2 separate regions of the Drosophila melanogaster genome follow, and region 2 is linked to region 1. Evidence: chromatin contacts called from public Hi-C data. All regions are on one chromosome and are shown on one strand. The core of a region is the stretch at or near the end of the contact, and the rest is flanking DNA. Distances in the headings are between cores, read along the strand shown. Region 1 holds the start of Raf (Raf oncogene). Region 2 overlaps sgg (shaggy).

The links. A called contact is a pair of places that touch in the nucleus more often than the background predicts.
Region 2: a contact with region 1 is called in a Hi-C map of the Kc167 cell line, with 2.0 times the contacts expected there. The contact joins the enhancer-like site here to the promoter of Raf in region 1. A contact is called at or near these places in 3 of 107 Hi-C or Micro-C datasets (the D17-c3 cell line, the Kc167 cell line and wing imaginal disc).

What each region holds. Positions count from the first base shown.
Region 1 is chrX:2,291,837-2,297,270 of dm6, reverse strand. It overlaps Raf (Raf oncogene), which reads right to left and starts at 1,805. Exons shown (of 7, transcript NM_001103397.3): 1 at 1,313-1,805; 2 at 918-1,117. CG2865 reads left to right here and starts at 3,860. Exons shown (of 3, transcript NM_001272255.1): 1 at 3,860-3,918; 2 at 3,978-4,946. The coding sequence starts at 4,582.
Region 2 is chrX:2,659,859-2,665,169 of dm6, reverse strand. All of the region lies in intron 4 of sgg (shaggy), which reads right to left. Among named protein-coding and RNA genes, the nearest start is that of lncRNA:CR45197, 13 kb to the left of the region's middle. Within about 2 kb of position 1,304, at least 22 of the 39 cell types and tissues checked have an H3K27ac peak or open chromatin away from gene starts, as enhancers often do. A contact at or near this core is called in the Kc167 cell line and wing imaginal disc, where this site is marked.

The DNA of each region.
Region 1 (5,434 bases), core at 556-3,055:
TCAATGTTGAAAGCATAAACACACAAAGAGACCAACGAGGCGCTCTCTCGCCAACGCCAAAGCGAAGAGCAGGAGGAGGAGCAGAAGAAGCGGCGAGAAATGCAAATGCCTACAAAAAACAACAGTTCTATCCAAAGTTAAATAGTTCACTTCGATGTAATGCATTCCCGTCTACTTTTCCAACATTAAACGAAGTCATCGAAAATAATTGTGATATCACACCCTTTATATGTACGTTCTACGCACATTTGATCCTTTCATTATCCTTTTTTCTTGTTGCTCGCCTGACCAAATTACAAATGACCACACAAACATGTGTTCGAGTGCAGGAACAGCCACCTTGCATAAATGGCAACTGCCCATACGTAATACGTAATCCGTACTACGTACTGCGTATGTACATATGTATGTACACACATGCAATGTTCATCCTTCCTCCTTTTGGTTGCGGATGATACCCACTGAAAGTAGAGTTGAAACGACTAAAAGTCTAACAATGCCCACTGCCCCAAGCACTGTCGTTTCTTGAATGCAGCCAAATCAACAAACATCACGGGAAGAGCGTGTGTGTGTGTTTGCGAGTGTTTGCGGGCCGACAAACATGCGCAGGCTGAAATCTGCTGACGACGCTGAGGCGGCATTTATCACTCCCAAAAAGCGTTGGGCTCCGCAGGGGGGTGAGGGAAGGGTACGCGCATTGGGAGTCATTGATTTTCGTTTATGAGTCGGGCAGGCGACGCTCTCACTTTTTATACGTTCATTCACACGCGGCACAGTGGGCCAGAACAAGAACAAATGGACAACAAAGCATTTCGGATGACAAGAATTCGAAGCTAAGACATGCGTACAATTAAACTTTAGAAAGATCTAAAAAAAAACCCTTGATATTGACTTAGGGTGGTTTCAGCCCAACTTACCTGTGGATTAACACGTTTGCCAGGTAAATACTGCGATTTGTAAGATTTTGACTTTAAGACGTTGGATAATCCCCGACAATCCGTTGATATGCGTTACTCCATGAAGGGCTTGAACGCCAAGCATTTGTTGGCTTTATGGTTAAAACACAATAATGCAACAATGGGTCATCAACTGCCAATTTATCCCACTGTGCTCTCCGCTGAAGTGAAGTGGCCGATGCAAAGGCAAAGAGAACGTTCCCATCGCACAGAGAGAGGGAGAGAGAGAGCAATCAAGAGTTGAGAGAGCGACTAAAAAAGGTGTAGGAGTCCGTGGAGGGGGGAAGGAGGGACAGAGGATAATAGAAGGGGAGGAGAATGGGGAATTTAAATATGTTATTGATAATTGAAATTACCGCGCGCCCCCGCTGCTCATTCAAATGCAATTTTGTTGCAAAGTTTCGATTTCGTTGTCACTCCCATCCTCCGCTTTTTGTTATTCCTACCTGCACATTGAAACGAAGCGAAATAAAAGCGCGTGCTAAGGACTTAATGGCAGTGCACTAAAAACATCTTCAAATTCAAACGGAATAAAATTGAAGCGAGGCGCTGATTTCGCTGCCGCTGTCGACGCAGGTAGCGGTGTGTGTGTGTGTGTATGTGTGTCCGTTTCGGTTTTTATTTACTTTGTTCTGCTTGTTTTTTCCAGTCTCTCGTTTTTCCTTTTTGTTTTTTGGCTTCTTTTGTTATCGGGCAGCAAATTGAAAGCAATAAATACTTAATTGTTAGCTTGTTGGTTATGTTGTTTTTGTTGTTGCTGCTGCCGCTTAATTACGTAATTCCGAACTTATCTGGGCGACTTTAAGAAAATGCAAAAGAGCGCCAAGCGTGTGGCAATGGGAATGGAAGAGGGATGGAATTGGAATGAGACGCGAAAGAAATCAAAACGGCCCATTTAAGCAACACAAGAGACACAGAAATTATGAATAGAGGTGGGGAAAAAATGTAAAACCATTGAAAATTTGTCAATATCGAAAGTGGGTCTAAGTCAAATGGCAGGAGTACGTGTGATTACAATTTTTTAAGATAATCAAAAACGTATGTACGTACATATGACTTATGTACATACATATGCTCATATATGTACATATGACTTATGTACATATGTACATATGCTCATATATGTACATATGTATGTGTGTGTGGGCATTATAAAAGATGAACTACTGAGATCGAGATCGAGTTGATGGCACTATACCAAGAAACGCGCGCAGGCAAATGTTTCTGGCTTATTTGTCCTCTTGTGACACAATTAGCTGATAAAGTTCCTGATGTTTTTCCCCGCAGCGTCTGGCATGTGAATCATCATCGTCATGGGAGCTTTTGTTTCTGGGAATTTCAATTTTGAATAAACAAAATCAAAACGAGAACTTTACTTCTTGCGGCTAAACACTTTGCACAAACACGTGCAAACTCTATGTTTGCATTTGCGTGTGTGTGTGTGTGTGTGTGTGTATGTCGTCATCGACCGTCAGCGGCGCCTTAATAATAGTACACAAAAATGATAAACAAAGATCCCCCCACTCACAGCACTCGACCCCTCCAGCCATTCACAACGCACGCTCATGAACTCTTCCCTTTCTCTCGCACTCGCACTTGCACTCGCTCTCTCTTTGTTTGAGTGCAAATTTGCATTGTCTCTTTGTGCTCGCACACAAACATATGTATGTATGTACATGCACGCAGACATAAGTGCGCACATAATCACACACGCTGACTAGTGCCAAACTGACCTCACAATTGTTGTTGTTACGATTATTTGTGCCCACTTTCTTGCTTTTGTTGTTGTCGTTGTTGTTGTTGTTATTTTTCGGATCATGCTAAAACTGTAAATGATGAGATGAACTTGTTGAAGAGGATGAATCGAGCTGGAAACGGGGAAGGGGGTTGATTCGAGCTCGCATTTCAAAACCTCAAAATACATAGTTTATAGACCTTCTACAGAGTCATAAGCACACATACATACATACATCCATGTATGCATACATCTTTGAGACAACACTTAAAAAACTATTCTACTTGGATTCTGATTCGCAAAACAGACTATAGGAGCCACTCTACAAGCATGAACATATGTATACATGCGCATATGTGTGTATTTAATTTTGTTAAACCCGTTAAGCCGAGCCGATAAGTTCAAGGGGTTACCCCCACGCCTAATTTGGCAATTTCAATGGATTCGAATGATTCCATGTCAGCGCCGTGTGGATTTCTCAATTAGCAGTTGCCGCAAGTGTAGGTGATTGCCTTAGCAAGTACTTTGCATAGCCAAATCCAGCCAAAGTCACTATTTTTACATAATAAAGGGGCAGGAGCAACAACTATGCGGATTATGCTCATCACCGAAGCGCCCAACCACTCAAACACCCACGACAACACAAATACACCACCCACTGACCAGCGATTTGCTTCCGTTACAAATGAGTAAAAATCTTTGCGACAAATATACATACACATGTACAGTGCAGGTGGAGAGAATAGCACTGAAAATGTAATTACAGTTTTAAGATATGTGGGAATATTGGAAAAATTATGTTAGCAATTTGCAAGTTGGAACTAAGATTATTGTGTCTGTAAAGATTGTTAATGCAATATGTCAATTAACTTAGTTCATACAGAGCACCTATATAAAGTAAATCAAATCATTTAGCTTGAGACGATTGGCCTAAAAACTTTTATTTAAGCGCCTAGGTGTTATTATTTGTTTGCCTCAGCTGTGTGTATGCATGTACAAATACGCACGTAGGCCATTCGCTCTCTCACTCTCTCTCTCTTAGGCGCTCTCTTAAGCCACTTCCGTTTGAACGCAAACATCTGTGCGCTCTGCCACCGAGGGCAGAGGCAGCGACGCCACTGCGGCAGCGGCTGCGAGCGAACGTCTTTCATTTAGCGTTTGCGTTTTTATTTCGTTTCGAACGCGAGAACCGTGCGGACGTGTGCGGTTGAAACAGGAACCGAAACAGTAAGCCACGGTGACCAAGCACAAAGTTCTCTTCACCCCTCACCTTAAACCCTCAACAGGCGGCCACCGAAAAATTAGAAGAGACCACTAAGAAATAGAAACAATTAATGTGAAGCCCCGACCCCTCTGCAATTTTGAGTCAATTGTGTGCCTAAAACTAAACAAACAAATCTGACAATTTTTGTTGAATTTTTTTATTGTGTTTGACTACATAGCGTAAGCAAGTGCAAGTTCTTAAAAAAAAAAAAAAATAAAACACAAAAATTCAAAAGTCCTGGATTATTTTGAATTTTGCCAAACTTCAAAGACAACAACAAAAGCGGCAGGCTCGACTAACGGTGAACAGCCAAGTGAAATCTCGCAAGGCAACAACAAAAAGAAAAACAGAAATCAGCAAAAAGAAAAGAAAAAGCAAAGTCAGACAGAAGAAGAAGCAGCACCAGCAGTACCAGCAGCAGCAAGTGCAAGAGAGCAAAAAGAGCTCGCAAAAGAGAGCGTATGTGAGCCGAGTGGTGTGACTTCCTTGTTTCAAATAATTTATCGAAAATCACTCGAATCAAAATTAAATTGCAAATCAAAGCAGCAAAGTTGTTTTCTGTCTGTCAAAGAAAACCACATAAACAAGCCAGCAAACAAGGCACACACTTGCTTGAAAAACGCACAATGACCTTGCCCACAAACACACACGCATCTGCAAACGACGGCGGCAGCGGCAACAACAACCACAGCAATATCAGCAGTAACAACAGCAGCAGCAGCGACGAAGACTCAGACATGTTTGGACCACCCCGCTGCTCCCCGCCCATCGGCTATCACCATCACCGTTCCCGTGTGCCCATGATCTCGCCAAAGCTGCGGCAGCGCGAGGAGCGCAAGCGGATCCTCCAGCTCTGCGCCCACAAGATGGAGAGGATCAAGGACTCGGAGGCGAACCTGCGGCGCAGCGTCTGCATCAACAACACCTACTGCCGCCTGAATGACGAACTGCGGCGCGAGAAGCAGATGCGCTACCTCCAGAATCTGCCCAGGTGAGAAGACAGTTCAATTTAGTCCTGACTCACTCACACTCACTCACACCTAATCTCATTTGGTTAGCAGTATGAATAGGTTTAGTATGATTATGGATTTAATGGCTATGAGCCAGTGACCTTAATTAAAAATCTACTGCGATTAGTGCAACGATCCAGTTGCCTAACTCTTGCATAAGTAGTGCAATCGTCAGTGATCTCTTACAAGATTGTAGTTAGCAAGCTATAAGATAGTTACGTTGTTAAGAAATCCATACTTATAGCGCCTGTGATATATGCATAGCGGTTATAATAGATCAACTTTAGTACTCCAGAGGTACGAACCCATGAATATGATTGCAACGGAGCTCCTTTGTGCATCGAACATCATTGTTACGAGTGTGTTTGTTGTTACATTTCAAGCGACTTACTCAGCAACTAACTAGATTTTTCTATTTTTACATTCACTTACTCAAAGCAATAAGCAGAAAACCCAGTAACTTACTGTG
Region 2 (5,311 bases), core at 55-2,554, 370 kb before region 1:
GTACATATTATCACAAAAATAAATTTCAAAAATGGCTTTATATTAGAATATTTGTCATTAGAGTATTCATCTTGCGGCGTGTGAATAATTAATAAGGTAATGATTGTTGAGTGCTTGTGTCCGCACTTCGTGCCTCAAAATATGACCAAAGCAAAGAAACTAGAATAATTCTAGTGTCTTTGATATTACTTTTGCAATAAACAGTTATCATATTTAATTATTTAGTATATTTATTAAATCATTTGACTTAATATGATGTAACATTAACATTAAAAGTGTTTCAAAAAAAATATTTAGCTTTTAAAAAATTGTCAGATGAGAGACAAATTAGAATTAAACATAAATATAAATGTGTAAACGGTAGCTAATTCGAGCAACAATTTTAACAAACAAATTTAAAAAGCTTTAAAATTATAATAATTTTTTTTTAATTTATCATATTGCTAGGAAATTGGCAAAAACTACCCTAATATGTACCATGTAAATTCGTTTCTTCGATCAGAATTGATTTCGGCCCGAAAATCGTCTTCTAGCACAACACGCACACTTATACGCGTTCTTGTCTCTTGTTTTTACTCACACAAGCAAGCAAATTATATTTTTAGATTTCTTACGCTCTCAGCGGGAGTGAGCCGAAAGAGAGTAATTTTGGCCGTCACCAAAAAAGTGGCTGCATAGTGCCAAACCAATGTATGGCCGTTACGCATCTTGTTATTCTAGGGTCTTTGGTAAATGTATGTACGAGTATGTATAGCCCCAGTGTGCACCTTGTTTTTTTTATTTTAGAGTATTTTTTTATATATTTGATTCGCAATCTTCACCTTGCCGTTGTGCTGACAATTAAAAAATATACTCTATCAGTGCCATTTTTCTGTTTGCTACTAATGCTAATGCATATGCAGTATAGACTAGTGTTAGCATATATAGACTTCATTTAATTGAAACGAATTGATTTTATTCTATTTTATTGGCTAAGAAATCTATCTGTCGATCACGGTTTTTGGGCAAAAGAGAGGGCAGAGATCGGTTAAGCGAGGCGGTGGAAAAGGGATGGCCAGATGACGACCCACGCGGGCGGAGATCACGAGATGCCCCACAATCTGCAGCACTTGGCAACCTTATAGAAATGAATCCGCCAGCCATTGTCACCTGCATCGTTATCACATCACCACAACGGGTGTCGGTGGTCGGTCGTCTCTTCTATCGCAGCTTCGGTGGAACTTTCCATAGCATACTTTTGAATGCCACCAATAAAATCGGGCAACATTTTTTTCTCTTTTGTATCTACGTAAAGCCCAAATGCCTCCCCATCATCCCCAATCGTTAGAAGACCTCAAAGTGCCCAGAAAACAGCAACAGCAAATATACAAAACACAAACAAATCGGTGAAGAGGAAGCCATTTCGCCAAAGAGAAATCAATAGTTTGTGAGGTGCATTTTAAAGAGAACTACTTGTATCTGATATCTGGCATCTAGTAACTAGAATCCATTGAAAATGCTCTTTTCACAGCTGATCAAACACGAGTATTGAATGCGAGTTGACATGATAACATAAAATAAAATAAAGCAAATTAATATAAAAGCAGACGCGTAACGGCAATGGAAAAACAGCTGGGCAAATGCTAAATAAAAAACATTTCCATCGCTGTAAGTGACGAAAATAGCAACACTAATCACTAATCACTTGGTTGCATCGCTATCAGTGTGCAAATATAAATACACAAATTGCTATATTGTTCTTAGCAGATCAATATGGAGCATCAATATCCATCAATACAAGCCCACATTTACTCTTACTCTTCAATGGTCAGCAGCATCAATAGGTTTTATATGGATTCCCTGCTCTTTTCCAACAAATAATAATCCGAATTGCAAATATTCCTACTACTACTACTCCCAGTGAAAAGCACAAAAACATATTTTTCCATTTCAAATTCCAAATCGAACGTGAGGCAGGGCAGGGTAGAAAGGAAATGAGGTGAGAGGGCGGCATAAAAAACAAAAAACAAAAACAAAGACGACAGAGACACGCCTCCGTTTGGTCACAGATTTAGTGAATATACGAATGTACATACATATATAATACATATATACATATACGTAAAAATACATTTCACAAGCTGTTCAATATATGCATGTTGTTGGGCTTTGATATTTTTGGAAAAGTTTTTTGCTCTGTCATCCGTTTTATGAAACGAGCGCGTGATTGTCGAGCGTTAAAAAAAAAAGAAACAACAGCAGCTAACACGGCGTAATCTCTGCTCCCGAATCCCCAATTCCTTCCATCTTCCCATCCTCTTTCCTGCCACCCCCTCGACGGGAATATATATACATATATATATATATACCTATGGCTATATATAATCAGCGCTGTAAGCAATATAGCCGCGTGCCTCTTGATCTCTTTACTGCCGATGATCTTCGATCATGCAGGCTGTCGTAGCTTTGACTTAACCTCTACACAGCGAGAAATCGGGGGTGGGCGGTAGTTGGGCGAAGTGAAGTACCAAAAGTAAGCTAGGCAAGTTCTACAACATATATATATATATATAGTTCGCCAACCTTCCTGCTATCAGTCAGCATCTGCGAAAGCTGCAAATCACCACTACGACTCGCCGGATGGGAACTGCTTTGGGCTGATGATGATATGATGATGATACCGAGGTGACAAGCACGCTGTGACACAGTGCCTTCCATACGCTGTAATCGTAGCAGTCAGCAGCAAGGGGAATGTGCCACTAGCCACTAGCCACTTGCCACTTTTCGCACCGCGGCGTTAACGCTTCGTTCGCTAAGCTCACGGGGCCAAGATTCCGAACTGATGCAACTGACAGCCACCAGTTTATCGTATATCTAAAACGGACACCTAGTGGAATCTTTAAAAACAATCGACTGCAAGTACTACCCCATCGTATGACACTGGTGGGCAGCTGGGTAACTGGATCCCGATGGATGCGGTGGCTCGTCGGAAATGTTATATTATCCATAAGCCAGTCCAAAAACTCGTCGGTCATTTTGTGCGCACTTATTTCTACTATCGTTGAGAACAGCAGCGTATTATAATTATAACCTATACACACACTTAATCCAAAGTTTGCCAGTCATAAAGTGTACTATGTAGATGAGTTGGCGAAGAAATCAACATCAGCTGGCGTAAGTCAGTGCTGTTGCCCTGCTCCTGCCGCGCCGCTGCTACCCCCCCCCCCCTCCCTGCCTCTAACCATTGTCGGATTTTCTTATCAGCGACAAATGCAACAACAGTTAAATGGCCTGTTGTAGAGACGAGCGAGAATATTCCGCTTTGCCTTATCGTGTTCCAGCCGTCGAGACTGCGCTCCACAATAAAGCCAAGATCAAATTTTACATTTTACATATGACAATAAAAGGGAGAATAAGATCATATATATTATCCAGGCATATATATCCCACCCACGTTTATCTCAGCGCGGAGAAGGCTGAAGACAAAGCTATCGGAAAAATTCACTTGTTGCTACTGGGTTATTGACCCAACTTCAACAAGATAGAAAATATGCAACAAAGTACGTTTCATAAAACCATTTTGCATTATGCATAACATTTCATTCGCTGACTAATTCACTAAGACTAAGAATAGAAGAAGAAGCAGAGAGCAGCCAGACCTTTATCACTTTACATTAAATCTCCGAAAATTTTCCGCACCCATAAAGAATACTTATCTATGCGTGTATATATATATATATATATATATATATATATATGTGTGTGTGTGTGTGTACATAGAACAATCTCACCCGATACGATAACCCTCGGGAGTTATGAGGAATTTGTGTTTCCATTCAATTGACACTTACCTACAAATAGAAGAAAGGAAATGAAAGATATTAGAAAAGCACAGTTTAAAAACAATTGATAAGAGATATTCATTCTGCTATTTGCTGAAAAAGCCCAGTGCACTGGCCATTGTGGAAAATCTATATGATGGGGCAAAGTCTGCGGCTTTGAAGTCTATATACTATATAGTCCGTACTAATTACTATCCTATACATAACTTCCGCTTATGTTTAAGTCACAGATTAAGCTTAGGGCATAGATTTTACCTAATATATTCTTGAACTTTTGCACCACTTTGGTCCAACTGACGCAGGACTGTGTTCTGGCCAATTTGGCAGTCTTAACGTTCTCGCCACTCCCATCGCTGTCCGCATCCGCATCCGCATCCAGATCCGCTTCGCCATCGATTTGGGGCTCAGCTCCTTGCTCCACATCCTCGGTGTTCTGGTGGTGCGACGACTGTTGGTCGATTTGAGGGCGGGTGGTAATGGTGGCAGCATTGCTCCGGGGAATTCGGTCGTAGTGGTTATCGTGGCTATGGCGGCGCATCTTGACGACACCACTGTCCACGTCGCTGGTGGCAACCACATTCACATCATCCACATCCTCTTGCACATCCACAACGAGATGATTGTGGTTCTGATGGAGATGGCTGCTGGGTGGATTGGGTACCGAGTTATTTTTGCTCCTAGAGCTAGTATCACAGTGTGGTTGTTGTTTGTAATCATCTTTGGTGTCGTCCACCACCGCTCCGCTGGCCGCCAAGTTGGATGCCACGGTGGTGTTTCGCTTCTTGCGCTGCTCCTCGCTCCTCCTTTCACGTTTCATCAACTGCTTCTGCTGCTTGGCGAGCAGCTGCTTCTGCTTGCGGGCGAACTTCTCTCGCAACTTTGGACTGCCGAATTCGTCCAAATAATACATGGTGTCCTGGAGGCCATCCTTGCGATTGATCAGCTTCGAATCAATGTGCGGATCCTCGCTGATCTTGAGCAGTGGGAAATATATGTGACCGTCGGTGGCCAGGCTCTTGGCATCGCGTCGACGTGCCATGGCCGCCGCCACTGTGAGTTCCGCCTGATCCGGTGGCAAAAGTCGGTTCTTCGGCTTGGCATCCACCTCATCGACCTCCTCCTCTTGTTCGGTTTGGCTCTTGAGGTTTATTATAATACCCGACTGATTGTCCGACTGGTTGTCGGCCTCCTCGACATCGTCGTCCACATTGACGCCGTCGTCCTCCTCCTCCTCCTCCTCCTCCTCGATCTCCGATCCGCGATCATCGCAGTCGACATCATCATCATCACAGATATCCACCTCATCGATGCGATCCTCCACATCGAATCCCTGGGTTCCGGTGCTGTTCGTACTCTTGTACTTAATGCGGCTGCGCAAGATGCTGTTGCCTCCACTGACCACACCGCCGACGATCACGGGAGTGTCCACGCTGCTGAGCTCCAGAGCGGAGGAGGCTCTTACTCTCTGCTGCTCCTGGGCCTCGGAGCAA